Linked DNA regions of Danio rerio: all the other regions are linked to region 1. A link is a contact called in public HiCAR-type and HiChIP or PLAC-seq data. All regions are on one chromosome and are shown on one strand. Each heading gives the region's core, a stretch centred on a gene start, on an enhancer-like site or on the middle of the called end of the contact. The rest is flanking DNA. Distances are from core to core; before and after follow the strand shown.

Region 1 (4,424 bases), core at 1,155-3,654:
ACCTATATAACAAGGGCCAGATGGAATCTGCGGACTGTTTTGCTATTTCTGCAAATAATTTTGGTCAAAGTCTGCGAATTTCTGCGGAATTATTTTGGGAGTATCATAACTAAAACCTTAATATTTAAAATTAAAAATAGTATCTTTTTAACTTTTATTTAATGTATAAAATGCAAATCCAATTAGATCCACATTATTTAGTAAATAAAGCAAGTTTGTCATATAATATATCTAGTAAAAGACAGAAAATAATACTGAACAAACTGCATTGTACATAAATCTGATGAACAATTTCACATTAGCCAATAATATTACTGATATTAATAAAAAAACTGAAGAAATATAAATTTTACACACATTTACTCAAGTAAGTAAACAGAATTAATGATGGCTAAAAATCTGCGTAATTCTGTGTGCGCAGATTCCGGGTGGGCCTACCTATAACCATAGGAGAGGATTGGCAAGCACTGATACATTATCCAAAATATTGAGAACTTACATGGAGAAACACTTGCGTTTGAATGCTTTTGTTGACATACATAAATGTGGTAAACAGACCAACAGCAACAGCCAGACCTGAAGACAACAACAACACACATTGAAACTGTGACAGGGGTCATGAACTTTACACATTATCATAACCAGTGCTCCAGCAGAGCAAATTTTTTTTCCACCAACACATACCCAGAGCATGTTGAATCACTAGTTTTGCGCAGAGAATAACTATAAAAGGCAGACTTTTCTTGAGCCAGCGCAGGAGGTAGCGAAGCTCCGAAATCGAGCTGCTAGATTCTCCGGATTCCAGGTCAGACTCTCCGCTGTCGGACTCGTGCTCGTGGCTGTGCCCGTGTCCATGGGTGTGGGAGTGGCTGTGACTCGCTGTTCTCATTCTCCGTGAGGTCGCGCCACGTCCATTCGTCGATCCCGAAGAGCTGCCCATAGGCACCCGGACGTCCTCGCCTGTTTCCGTCCCGCTGGAGCTCCCAGCTCCGGGCATTCGGGCGAGGAGCTCCGGCTGCAGGGTTAACGACAGCCCGTTCCCTTCCCGAGAGCTCGGCTCCGGTTGCATCGGATCAAGTGAATCCCTCAGTTTAAACGATCCTTTGGACTCGCTATATGTTCCTCTGTGGGGGAAAAGTCAATGCATTATAAATAAAGGTGTTTTATCCACTTTACAACGTAACTTATCATAATTTTGCTATTTAAGTTAGTAATTTACAAAACACTCCGTCATGAAGTTCAATAAACTGGTATTTCCTATTCATAAATACAATAGTTTATAGAAGAGTGATTGCACAATCTTCGTTTTTTTTATCTTTGTTATTTTTAACTCGGCTAAAAAATCTGTAAATTCGGCCATTAACAGATTAAAACAAGCATGCAAGAAACAAAAAACAAGTATGGTGCATTGGAAGAGGGCATCCCTCGGACGCAAAAACGGTATCGAGATCATCTGGGTGTGGACGGTAATTCGTTGTCGCTTCGCTTCAGTGACAAATACCAGTCCTTGGCGTTTGCAATCTCTTTTGTTGGCTCAAATAGAATGAATGTAACGTTACAGCTTTACAGACAAACCTAGGATAAAACGTAAGTTGTTTTATTTTAATATGACTGTTTAAAAATCATTATGCATCAAGCATCATATTTTTATTTGCACTGTTCTGAGCACCTGTCTCATATTCCGAACAAAATCATACATAAAATACTCAGCTTTAAAATCATTTAAATAATATCAATGGCTTCGATTTTTAAATATGTGTCTGTGTCTATCTATCCATCTGCGAAAACATAACTCAGCCTCAGTTGAGTTTCTGCGAATGAACCAAAACGATTAGCTACGCTGTTATTGTTATTAGCATTTTTATATTGCTAAAATCGTGGTATCGTATGTAAGTTAATACCTCCGCTGTAAAATTGTGATCCCCCCAACTTTGTATGGCTCACCAAAAATGGAAATCAAAGCACCGTACAGTCGAAAACATCAGTGCTGCAAATGTAAAAATCGAAGTAAACATTTGTTTACATACATTCTATAAATGCCTATAACGTATATGAACGGACTGAACGGGGGTAACGTTAGGGAGCAAATATTTGTTAGCCATAACAACATTAAATCAAAGAAGATACAGACTGTCATCTCTAAAGCTATATCTAAGATTCGTGGTGTTTTTATGAAAGGCTCTGAAAGGGTTTATTGAGTTAATGTGTTTATTAATGAACAGATACCTGTCAAACTGCGCACGGAGTTTCATGATAAAGCACAGATCTCCATTTTACGTCCTGTAGTGCCGTTTGAAGACCAAAACAACAACATAAAATTAAATATATAATAAGCAAAACAGCTCATCGGCTGAGTTTAGTTTCAGTCTGACATTGTTCCGGGAGCTATCTGCTAATCTGACCTACTAAAGGAACCTGTGGCTCTGCCGGATAACAAAATAAAAGTCCTCAATAATACAACCGCCGTTCTTTCACAATAAAAGTTAAAGTACTTCAGTTTTCATTTACTCGCTCTCATGCTATTTCAAACTCGCATCACTGACTTTCTTTCTTAAAAACTCAATGATAGAACGTCTCAATCGCCATTTTTTAAAGATTAGATAACAACATTTTGATGTAGTGTCAGACCCATTGTGTCTGACGTACAATTCACCCCAAAATGGAAGTTAATTACCTCAGAATTTACTCTCCATCATGTGTTTTAAAATATTTTGAGTTTCTTTTTGCTGTTGAAGAAGTAATGGGATATTATTGAAAAGCATGTTTGATGGTACCCAGCTTCCATAGTAAAAAAAAAAACTTTGGAAGTCAATAGATACCATCAACCAGCTTTCTTCAAAATAACTTCTCTGCAGAATAAAGAAACTAAAATAGGGTTTTAAACCAATGAAGGAGTAACTGATGACAGATGTTATTTTTGGGTATCTTTAGATCACCTCTGTGCAGATTTGTTAATTATGCTTTGGATGGTTGATAATGTCTTGGGATGAAGATCCTGCCTCTGAAAAACTTAACATTCGCAGCTCCAAACTATTTGAGTAAAACTCCCAGTCATGTTTATCTCACTTGACTCCATGTTGCTTTTGTTCGGATTGACTGTGGCTGTGGCTCAGTTTAGATCTTTGTCATAATTAATTCTATCAAACGTGCGTCTGAGAACTCTTCCAAGCCAAAAATGAGTTTTAAGTTTGTCCGCTCAGCTTCAACATATATATATATAAGCTCTGTTATTTTTAATATTTTGGAACAGTAAACGTCAGGCTAAATAATGAAAATAAATCATTGACTTCTGCTATCTTCATTCGTTTCAAAACTACAGATTTTTTTTACAAATTGAAAAGGCATCTTTGGATATCTCTCTTTTCTTTGGATATACAGTAAGCCTCTGCACTGTTTAGCTCTTTAGCATGCTTGGGTGTTGGTTTATAATTAGTTTGTTTTTCAGATGTTTGTTGAATCGTAGGCTGACCAGTAGCTTTAGATGTGGTCATACTGTTCCCCTAAAAATCGAGAAAAAAAAATAAGGTTGTAAAAAAACATAAAAGATAAAACTAACATATACCTTAGGAACATTGCAACAGAGAATTTAAGATTTTTTTATATCTTGACTTTTTCAAACCATGGTAAACCTTGAAACTGGTTATCGCCCCATGCCTAGCTTAGACGTGTATAAATGACATAAATGCTTCTCTCTGATAAAATCAAGTGCTCTTTTATGCTTATTTGTAAGTCGCTTTTATGAAAAAGCATCTGCTAAATGAATAAATGTCAATTTAAATATTCAATATCTGAACCGAAATCTCATTTAAACATTGAAACTATAGAAATAAAAAAAAATAAAAAAAACATTTTTAATTTCTTCAAAATCGGGTTAATCATTTTTTTCACACTGGTAATTTTTATAATGTAACATTGACATTTAGAGAAAGCAAAAGTGAGCATTTTTCCAGCAATGTATTACCATGTAGGATTTAATAAAACCTTCAGAGTTTCTGTTTAGTCATATCGTATTATTAGCAATGGAAGGATGGAACATTTACACAGGTTAATAATCACTTTGTCTAACAACACCCACCATAATACTGTACTCTCACAGACACTGTGTCCAGACAAGGATATAATCATGCAACTGAAAAATTGAAAAAGCCCATAGCAGCCTCCTACTAATGTAAATGTATAGGTCATTCTGTGTAGCCAAGCATGTTCAATGATGCTTTAGGATAATGTAGCTTAGTCTGAGGAGGAATGGATGTAAGTACCTTGTTGTACATTTAGAAAATGGTAATGTGAATGAGTTGGGAGTGTGTGTTGTTTTGCAGGGAATATAAACTGAGTGGAATCTGTCAATACTACACACCCCAATAGATGTTTTAAGGCAAGTATTTCTCTGTGATATGCAGCATTAAAGGAATTTAAAAGGGCTA
Region 2 (4,330 bases), core at 223-2,722, 130 kb after region 1:
TTGTATCGCCTTCCTGCTTTAAAGCAATTGGTCAAAAATATATGTAATCGTCTTAATTACAAAAACGAACCATCAAACGGAAAAAAACCCACTAAAAAGATGAATAAAATAAAGTTGCGGTAGGTTGCTTTTAGAGTATTATTTTTTGTAAGGGAGACACAGATTATTTGTATTGTCACGATGTACAGAGGAGACTGGATAGGGGGTTTCAGTCCGCGCCTTTGCGCGTGGACAAAATTACAGCTAAGCTTTAGCTGCACGGGACTTGTACAGCAATGAAGTTCACTGTGTTTAAAAATAAAGAGGTACATTGTCGTATATTGTATTTTATACCACACATTTAGACACAAAAACGAAAAACTGCAATATATAAATAATTATATATGAATGCCGCACCAGCATTGGGTGGCACTGCTTCTGTTTTAGGAATAAAAAGAGTCAACTTCATGTTTTTCCTGTGTTTTTTGGGTGGGGATGTTGGGATGTTTCATGAAGGCATAAAAACACCTAAAAATTTGCTTCAGCTTTCGCATCCACCCCATTGGCTCCTCCTTTTTGCACCAATTTCGAGTGATAATGGACACTTTTAGACAAGAACCAGTTTTCTTTGAGAGTGACAGAAATGTGGTGTAAACGGACTTTGATGAACGATCTGGGTGGCTGTTGGAAATGCAGTGTTTGTGCACAGAGAAAGATCAATTTCCTCTATCTTACTCTGTTCAGAATAAACTGTATGCTGATATTCAAAGACCCTGGGATTTCTCTTACTTCCCACACCAAATCTACATGCTTTCCAAATGCAAAAGTCTGATAAACAGCTTTAGGGTCAAGCACGCCAAGGCCAGACCTCACTGCATTTGTGAGGTATTCACATGAAAATCTATTTAGGGTAGGAGTATATACCAGGGGAAATGTTCATAATCATAATATGCATTATAAATGGCAATATACTCAAGTTTAACACAGATTTCGCAGATAACCACTCTAAAATGATTTGTAGGTTAATTTGCTTAATAACAATCGCATTTAGCTTTATGGACATTTTTATCTAGCCTCATGTTTGATATGGTATTGCTATGAATACATGGTTTAAACTAGATATAATGACATCTATAAAATCACAACACATACTACATTTAGATTATATATAGATTGCATTTAGACTCACTTAAAATATGAATCAAACAATTAAATGAAAATGACTTCTTGAACCTAGAACTTGGGTAACGTAATAGTTGAATAGGATAAAGCGTTCACAGAAACTGACTCCCATTAACGCTTAAATAAGTCTTTACTCTCCGTTATATACATAACGTTATATAAGTAACTTTTTGTGATTTGTATGTTATTTCCATTTTCACTTGACATGTAAATTCTTTACCTTTGCTTCAAACGTGCCACTTATTGGTGTTTTTTCATAATTTGAGGAAGAACACGGCTGTGGTGTTCGGACAATGGTGCTTCTAGGTAGGCGGCACACTAGGATTTGAGACGCAGCCAGAGTTCAGCATGCTCACAGCGGAGCAGATGATCGCTTGTGCTAAAATCATTACTTTTTCTACTTTATAGCTTGCTAAGCACTCTGGCCGACACATGTGGGTTTAATATAGAGTAAGTGGATTGTATTAAGCATATAATTATTTTAAATATATTGCTTCATTTAGTTAAATCGGGATGAATGGATCTCTTAAGCAGGATAGCTTTAGCAGCTAGCATGTTAGCTTACCGGTGAGCTGTCCTATTTCGACCGAAGAAGATCAACTTCCTTTTCAGAGAGAATCACGACAGACCGCGGTCTTACAGGCCTCAGCGGGTTTCTTTTGTAACCAGCGGCGCTGTTGAAGTCTAGGTAAGGATAATTGTGGTTTGTTCATTATATAAAATGCATTATTTGCTTTCAATGATGTTAAATAAAGTCGCAAGCCGAAAAGTTTGTTATATTAAGCATAAGTTTCTGCTTAACGTTAGCTGTGTTGTGAATCTGAGGGCAGTTCCCACAGTTAGCATTAAAAGTGTTTTAAATATTAATTTCAACACATTTAAAGCAATAAATATTAAAATAATAATCAGAAAATAATGTTTTAAAAGCAAAAGAAAATTCAGCGCACTCTTATAAAGCAGTACTGTTTTATTCAAACACTATATTATTCACAACCGACTAACTGTATGCTTAAATGTCATTGCATTACTGTCATACATGTACACAACGTGATTTTTGTCATGTTAAGTCAAAAATGCATTGCGATATTTTTGCCAACTTAATGACAGTTCTTTAGAACTTCATAATTCACCAGAAATACTAAACAGAATGTATTAATGTTCACACAAAAGAATATTAAACAACAATTTGATCAATGTTGTTTTTTTAAACACCAAGTCAGGGTTGTCATCATAAATAAATATTACAAATAAATCCGTTATTTGAAATCATTATATTACTATTACCTCACGCAATTCAGTTTTTAAATTCCTCCTCCCCCTGTAGCAGTTGATGGCTAGTAGACTGGATGTTTATTTAGAGTAAGGGAACCATGTTTTTAAATGATTTATTTCTAAATATGCCAAATGTGAAATGGGGACAAATAAAGTAAACTAACTTATTAATAACTTAATAATTCATCAGAAATCCTAAACAAAATGTATTATTGTTCACACAAAAAAATTAATAAGCAACAATTTTAGCAATGATGATGAATATTTTTTGAACACATCAGCAAGTTTAAAATGGCTGTCATCATGAAAAATATTAAAAATAAAATTGTTATTTTAAATCATGAAAAGTTTTTTTAATATCAAATTAATTTGCATAGATTTTTGATCTTCCTCAAATTAAAATTATCTCGTTTCCCAACACTGAACAAGAAAATTATAGCATTTGCAAGAAAACACTGTTGTCATTTATTATTTTCATTTTATAATGATACCAGTAGCTTATTTTAGTACAAAAAATCAGCAAAAATGCTTACTGTTTCCTTTCCCTGTCCTTTCACTTTGCAGAAGAATGACAGACAGTGCCAGTCTTCAGTTTGTGAGCCCGTATGCATTCGAGGCCATGCAGAAGGTGGATGTAGCCCGACTGGCAGCTTTAAGTGACCCAGAGCTGCGTCTCCTTCTGCCCTGTCTGGTCAGGATGGCTCTCTGTGCCCCTGCAGATCAGAGCAATGCCTGGGCACAGGATAAGAAGCTCATCCTGCGGCTGCTGTCAGGGGTGGAGGCGGTGAACTCCATTGTTGCTCTGCTGTCTGTGGATTTCCATGCTTTGGAGCAGGATGCTAGAAAAGAGCAGCAGCTAAGGTGGGTCTGGATGAAAGAAAGTACTTTCATGTGGTCATTCCGTAGGTTCAGCTCATCCGTACATTAAATGAGAGCTTTGTCTGGCTCAGAGAGGAGGATGTTCTGATTGAGACAATCTTGATTATTTGATGATTTAAGCATGTTTTCTTTTACACAGGCATAAGGCTGGAGGATCTAATGGCGAGAGCATTCTGGTGTCTCAGCTTCAGCATGGTTTGACTCTGGAGTTTGAGCACAGTGATCCTCTCAGGAGACTCAGACTGGCTCTAAGTGAGCTGCTGGCCATTATGAACAAGGTTCAGTGTCCTTTTATTTACTACTGCATAGGGATGCTCATTCGGGTAATTTTCCCAACCGGCGCTCATTAATCGGATATTAATCGTTAACTGGGCAGATTAGGATGAACTTATTATTTAAATACAAAAATGAATTGAGGTGTCTATTTTGGATCTGACACATTAAATATTGCATTTTGAAAAGCTGATTTATTTTAACGTGCAAACAACAGCATACAGAACATATTAACAACAGAACATCTTCAAGCAGTAGTGTTTTTAACAGCATAGAAAAAAGAATTACTGAATAAAAAAGAATAAAATAAATAGGCCTGCCCTAGATTTAACAACTCGTATGTCAAACTGTGACCATCAATATCCTTCATTCATATTCTCCTTTCATTTAGTTTTTTTGACAAAATAGGCTATGTCTGTAATTGCCACCCCGTGAGTTAACAAATATGTGTTGTACATTTATGCAGCTTAAAAAACTTACAGTATAAAAAATACAGTATAAAAAAAAAATATATATATATATATATATATATATATATATATATATATATATATATATATATATATATATATATATATATATATATATATATATATATATATTATTTTTTTGCATCCTTTTGGTTAATCTGCTTATCCAAGCATCCCTATTTTTGCGTAATGATCTTAACTTATTAAAATACATTTTAATAAGTCTTTTGCATTTTAAAATGGCTGCATTTTTAGTGTTAAAATATTTGTTTTTA
Region 3 (4,401 bases), core at 265-2,764, 180 kb after region 1:
TTTTATCAAATACATGCAGCCAGCATAATCAAAAGAGGTTTATTTAAAAGAAAAAAGAAAAATCATGAAATGCATTTACATTAACGGATATTTTATCATGTCAGCTGTTATTCCTTTATTCTTGAAATGTGTTGAAAATGGAATTAAATCCAACATCCATCCAGATCTCCGTCCATGTGGGGGCGCTCTTGTCACATGCAAAAATGCAGTTGTGACAACCTGCAGTTCATATGGAAACACTTACCCATGATCAATGTTTGGAGCACAACAAATCACTTGGCCAGCCACATGCTACTTTTACTCTGGTACAATAGCATTCTGTATTATGAAGGCTTGAGAAAATGCTCTGATTTTATTTGCAATCATTTTTGGCTCACAAAATAAATCCAGTAAATACAAAAATGGTCTTTTTCAGAGCCAAATTACACCATGGGGTTTGAATCAGGGTTGTGTACTAAAAAATAGGGTAACTAACTCATTTCTGCTCATGTTATGCCTTAATAAACAATACTCTTTTTTCACGCTCACTTGAAGACACTGATGAGTTTTTCTTCTCTGATGTGAAGTAAGTGCTCTTAAACAAGCATGCCTAAAAATAACCAAGGCATCCATCGCTTCTAAGTGCACATCTGCCCATAGGGTGATCCTTGCATGTAAAACGAGTGCGCAGAATATGCATCCACAGTGTTTCTGTGGTACAAACGCTTCTCACCGCAGGTCTTTTGCCTCTTCAGAGCTTTGACTCTGAGCTGCTGTGAACGGCCTCAGGCTAGCGAAGGCGAAATCACAGCTCGCTTTTGTTTCTCCTATAAGGCGCTGTCAAGTTTAAACACCTTTCTTCGCACCAAAAAAAATCTTCTTTGCTCCTTTCTTTCACCTCAGAGAGAAATGGAAATGTTTATCACCTCCCCTAGCAGACTCGGCTTCCTCAGTTTCAGGGCCGTTTCTGTCTTTTCTTGACCTGCTATTGAGTTCTTTTTCTTACTTCTGGATGCCTTGAGTGGGATGAATACCCATGCGCTCGCATCAGTAAATTCAATTGACTTTGCACTGCGAGACAAAGGTCTAAAAGCACAGCTAATGTGATTCTCGCTTTGATTTTGTAATTGACATCTGTTTAGTGTTGCGTTCAGCATCCATTTGTGAAATCCACTGTGGCGAGTGCCAGCTTTCCATCTGGTAATAGCTGGCGGGCTTTAAATCTGATACAGATCTTTACAGTAAACGTCAAGATTGTAGGCTGTGACCGGTCAGGGTATCTCTCTTTGCATCTTGTTAAGATGGAGGCAGTTTTTCAAACGACGATGTTAAGTAACTTGCCAGTTGGAAAGGCGAGCAAAAAAAAGCCCAGCGAATTTGTCTCTTGCCCAGATAGTTATATCAAGTCTCTGATCTCAAGCCTTTGGTGAAATTCAAAACATCTCGCTTCAGAACGCGGCGCGCTTGCGTGTTTTATTTCCCACTGAATCAAAGCAAGCTGTGCTGCAAATCGTGTTGTCAGCGTAGGCCGACTGTACTGGCAAAAGCTATTTACAGACGCTTGCAATCAAATCACTATATTTCAGCTCGGGCCCCACGGGCTCCATCTAAATGTAATATGCCTCGCCGTTCATGGCACCCTGGAGCCTTACATCATGTCTTTAGTATTGTTTATGAGATTAGAGATTGCACCATGTAAAATACTTCTTTCATTTTTGGCTGAGAGGTACCAGATGCCAGCGTGCGGTCTGCGGTAAGCTCGATCGAATTACCCTCACTATTACCAGTCCTGGTTTGTAACCTCTCTGCGCCATGGTCCGTGTTGTAGGAAGGAACCTTAAGGGCTCTTGGATGCTTTGCCATCTGGGGCGACTGGAGAGTGTGTTATATCATACACCTGCTGAATGTGTGATTAGCTTCTGGTCTGAGGTATAAATCATCTACAGCCGTTTGCTCGAGGCCCACATTGACTTCATCAGTCGCTCTGGGTGACTACATTAGTAAAGGCGATAAAGCTATTAGAGAGATTGTTTGAGGTTTCGACTATGTTACAGGTGTTTATCTGGCAGTGGAGACTGAGTTCACTGTGTATGGAAGCAGGAAATGACTTTGATCCAGCCAGCCAGAAAGCCAGACATCTTTCTCCTGTCTCTCTCATCCTCTTCTTTCAATTCTTAATATTAGGATTTTCTTAGTTTTATTCTTTTTGTTCTTCACTTATTTTTTAACCCCCTGCTTTTTTTTCCTGTCCATCTATTTTTTTCTCTGTCTGTAAGGCTAGTGTTGTGTGTTCATAAACTGATCCAAAGTGATGAATTGAGTTTAATTGGGTACATATTTTTCATCACCAAAGTGATGAAAGACTAAACCTAAAGTGTGTTGGTTTGGGAGATTTTATTTTAGAACACGACTTTGGCCTCTCTTGCATCTACATGCTGGAGTCAAATCAAATGTTTATCCTTCAGCAACATGTGGTTCTTCTTTGCGTTTATCAGCTAATCAGCCAGCACTTGTCATGCAGGGCAATGTGGCCTGTCATACAGCGGAATGAGTGAAGAAGTTCCTTGAAGCATTGAAATAATGAAATGGCCTGAGTTGGTTCCTGATCCGAACCTGATTAAAAATCTTCGGAAAATTTTATAATAAATAGTTATAGTAATATATAGTAAAAAAATAAACATTTCTGATGAGATCAGGCTTTTTTAAATTTTGAATATATATACTCACCAGAAACTTTATTAGGTACAGCTTACTAGTACAGGGTTGGGCCCCCTTTTGCCTTTAAAACTGCTTTAATTTTTCGTGGCATAGATTTAACTATGTATTGGAAAAATTTCCCTGAGATTTTGGTCCATGTTGACATGATAGCATCATGCAGTTGCTGCAGATTTGTCAGCTGCACAACCATGATGTGAATCTGGCATTCCATCACATCCCAAAAGTGCTCTATTGGATTGAAATCTGGTGACTGTGGAGGCCATTTGAGTACAGGGAACTCATTGTCATGTTCAAGAAACCAGTCTGAGATGATTCGTGCTTTATGACATGGCATCTTATCCTGCTGGAAGTTGTCATCAGAAGATGAGTACACTGTGGTCATAAAGGGATGGACATGGCCAGCAACAATACTCAGGTAGGCTGTGGCGTTGACACAATGTTTAATTGGTACTAATGGGCCCAAAGTGTGCCAAGAAAACATCCCCCCACCATTACAACACCACCACCAACCTGGACTGTTGTTACAAGGCAGGATGGATCCGGGATGGTTGTTGATGCCAAATTCTGACCCTACCCTCTGAATGTCACAGCAGAAATTGAGACTCATCAGACCAGGCAACGTTTTTCCAACCATCTATTGTCCAATTTTGGTGAGCCTGTGCAAATTGTAGCCTCAGTTTCCTGTTCTTAGCTGACAGGAGTGGCACCCAGTGTGGTCTTCTGCTGCTGTAGCCCATCTGCCTCAAGATTGGATGTGTTGTGCGTTTAGTGATGCTCTTCTGCATACCTCAGTTGTAACGAGTGCTTATTTTAGTTACTGTTGTCTTTCTATCAGCTGAAATCAGCCTGGCCGTTCTCTTATGACCTCTGACATCAACAAGGCATTTGCGCCCACAGAACTGTCGCTCACTGGATTTTTCTTTTCTTTTTTTCAGACCATTCTCTATAATCCCAGAGATGGTTGTGCATGGAAATCCCAGTAGATCAGCCATTTCTGAAATACTCAGACCAGCTTGTCTGTCACCAACAACCATTCCACGGTCAAAGTCACTTAAATCACTTTTCTTCCCCATTCTGGTCGCTTTGAACTGCAGCAGATTGTCTTGACCATGTCTATAGTACTTGCCTAAAAGCATTGAGTTGCTGCCTTTTGATTGGCTGATCAGAAATTTGCGTTAACAAGCCCTTAGACAGGTGTACCTAATAAAGTGGCTGGTGAGTGTAAAAATATTTGTATAAAAATACTTTTACATTTTATAAGTGGCCTTGCAAAAAACATTAACTCTAGTAATTCCAAAGAAAATGACCATCTTTGATGACTCCAAAGATCACTTAAATACACCATAATGTTTAATTACCAGTGCTGACATGGCGTATTACTCTTCACTGTTTCCCCTCAGAGAGTAAGTTGCTCTTAACCAGCCAACCAGCCATTTAACGCCCTCATTATATACACATTTGACCTCGTTTCCGACGGCTGTAAGCTGTGTAACGCTTCCTCTTGAAGAGCTGAAGAGCCTTTGAGCGCCACTTTCTCTCTCTCTCTCTCTCTCTCTCTCTCTCTCTCTCTCTCTCTCTCTCTCTCTCTCTCTCTCTCTCTCTCTCTCTCTCTCTCTCTCTCTCTCTCTCTCTCTCTCTCTCTGTTTCTTTCTTTTTGTTTCTATCTATTTTTCTCTCTCTCTTCCCCCCTCTCTCTCTCCATAA

The links. HiCAR-type assays count read pairs that join an accessible place to other places. HiChIP or PLAC-seq counts read pairs in DNA pulled down with a chosen protein or histone mark.
Region 2: a contact with region 1 is called in an H3K4me3 HiChIP or PLAC-seq map of gastrula embryo, with 2.8 times the contacts expected there. The contact joins the promoter of ints2 here to the promoter of rnft1 in region 1. A contact is called at or near these places in 1 of 18 Hi-C or Micro-C datasets (caudal fin) and 2 of 4 datasets of contacts at active chromatin or transcription factors (embryo and gastrula embryo).
Region 3: a HiCAR-type map of caudal fin shows a contact between it and region 1, with 5 times the contacts expected there. The contact joins the enhancer-like site here to the promoter of rnft1 in region 1. A contact is called at or near these places in 6 of 18 Hi-C or Micro-C datasets (caudal fin, embryo, fibroblasts and 2 more) and 2 of 4 datasets of contacts at active chromatin or transcription factors (caudal fin and embryo).

The regions. Positions count from the first base shown.
Region 1 is chr10:33,077,551-33,081,974 of GRCz12tu, reverse strand. rnft1 (ring finger protein, transmembrane 1) reads right to left here and starts at 2,404. Exons shown (of 9, transcript NM_213228.2): 1 at 2,227-2,404; 2 at 685-1,124; 3 at 500-576. The coding sequence starts at 2,252. All of the region lies in intron 1 of LOC141376390 (a long non-coding RNA gene), which reads left to right.
Region 2 is chr10:32,946,712-32,951,041 of GRCz12tu, reverse strand. ints2 (integrator complex subunit 2) reads left to right here and starts at 1,472. Exons shown (of 25, transcript NM_001020542.2): 1 at 1,472-1,849; 2 at 2,998-3,294; 3 at 3,452-3,590. The coding sequence starts at 3,002. med13a (mediator complex subunit 13a) reads left to right here. Exons shown (of 30, transcript NM_001281468.1): 30 at 1-447.
Region 3 is chr10:32,895,039-32,899,439 of GRCz12tu, reverse strand. No RefSeq gene overlaps it. Among named protein-coding and RNA genes, the nearest start is that of auts2a, 40 kb to the right of the region's middle. Within about 2 kb of position 1,514, at least 3 of the 62 cell types and tissues checked have an H3K27ac peak or open chromatin away from gene starts, as enhancers often do.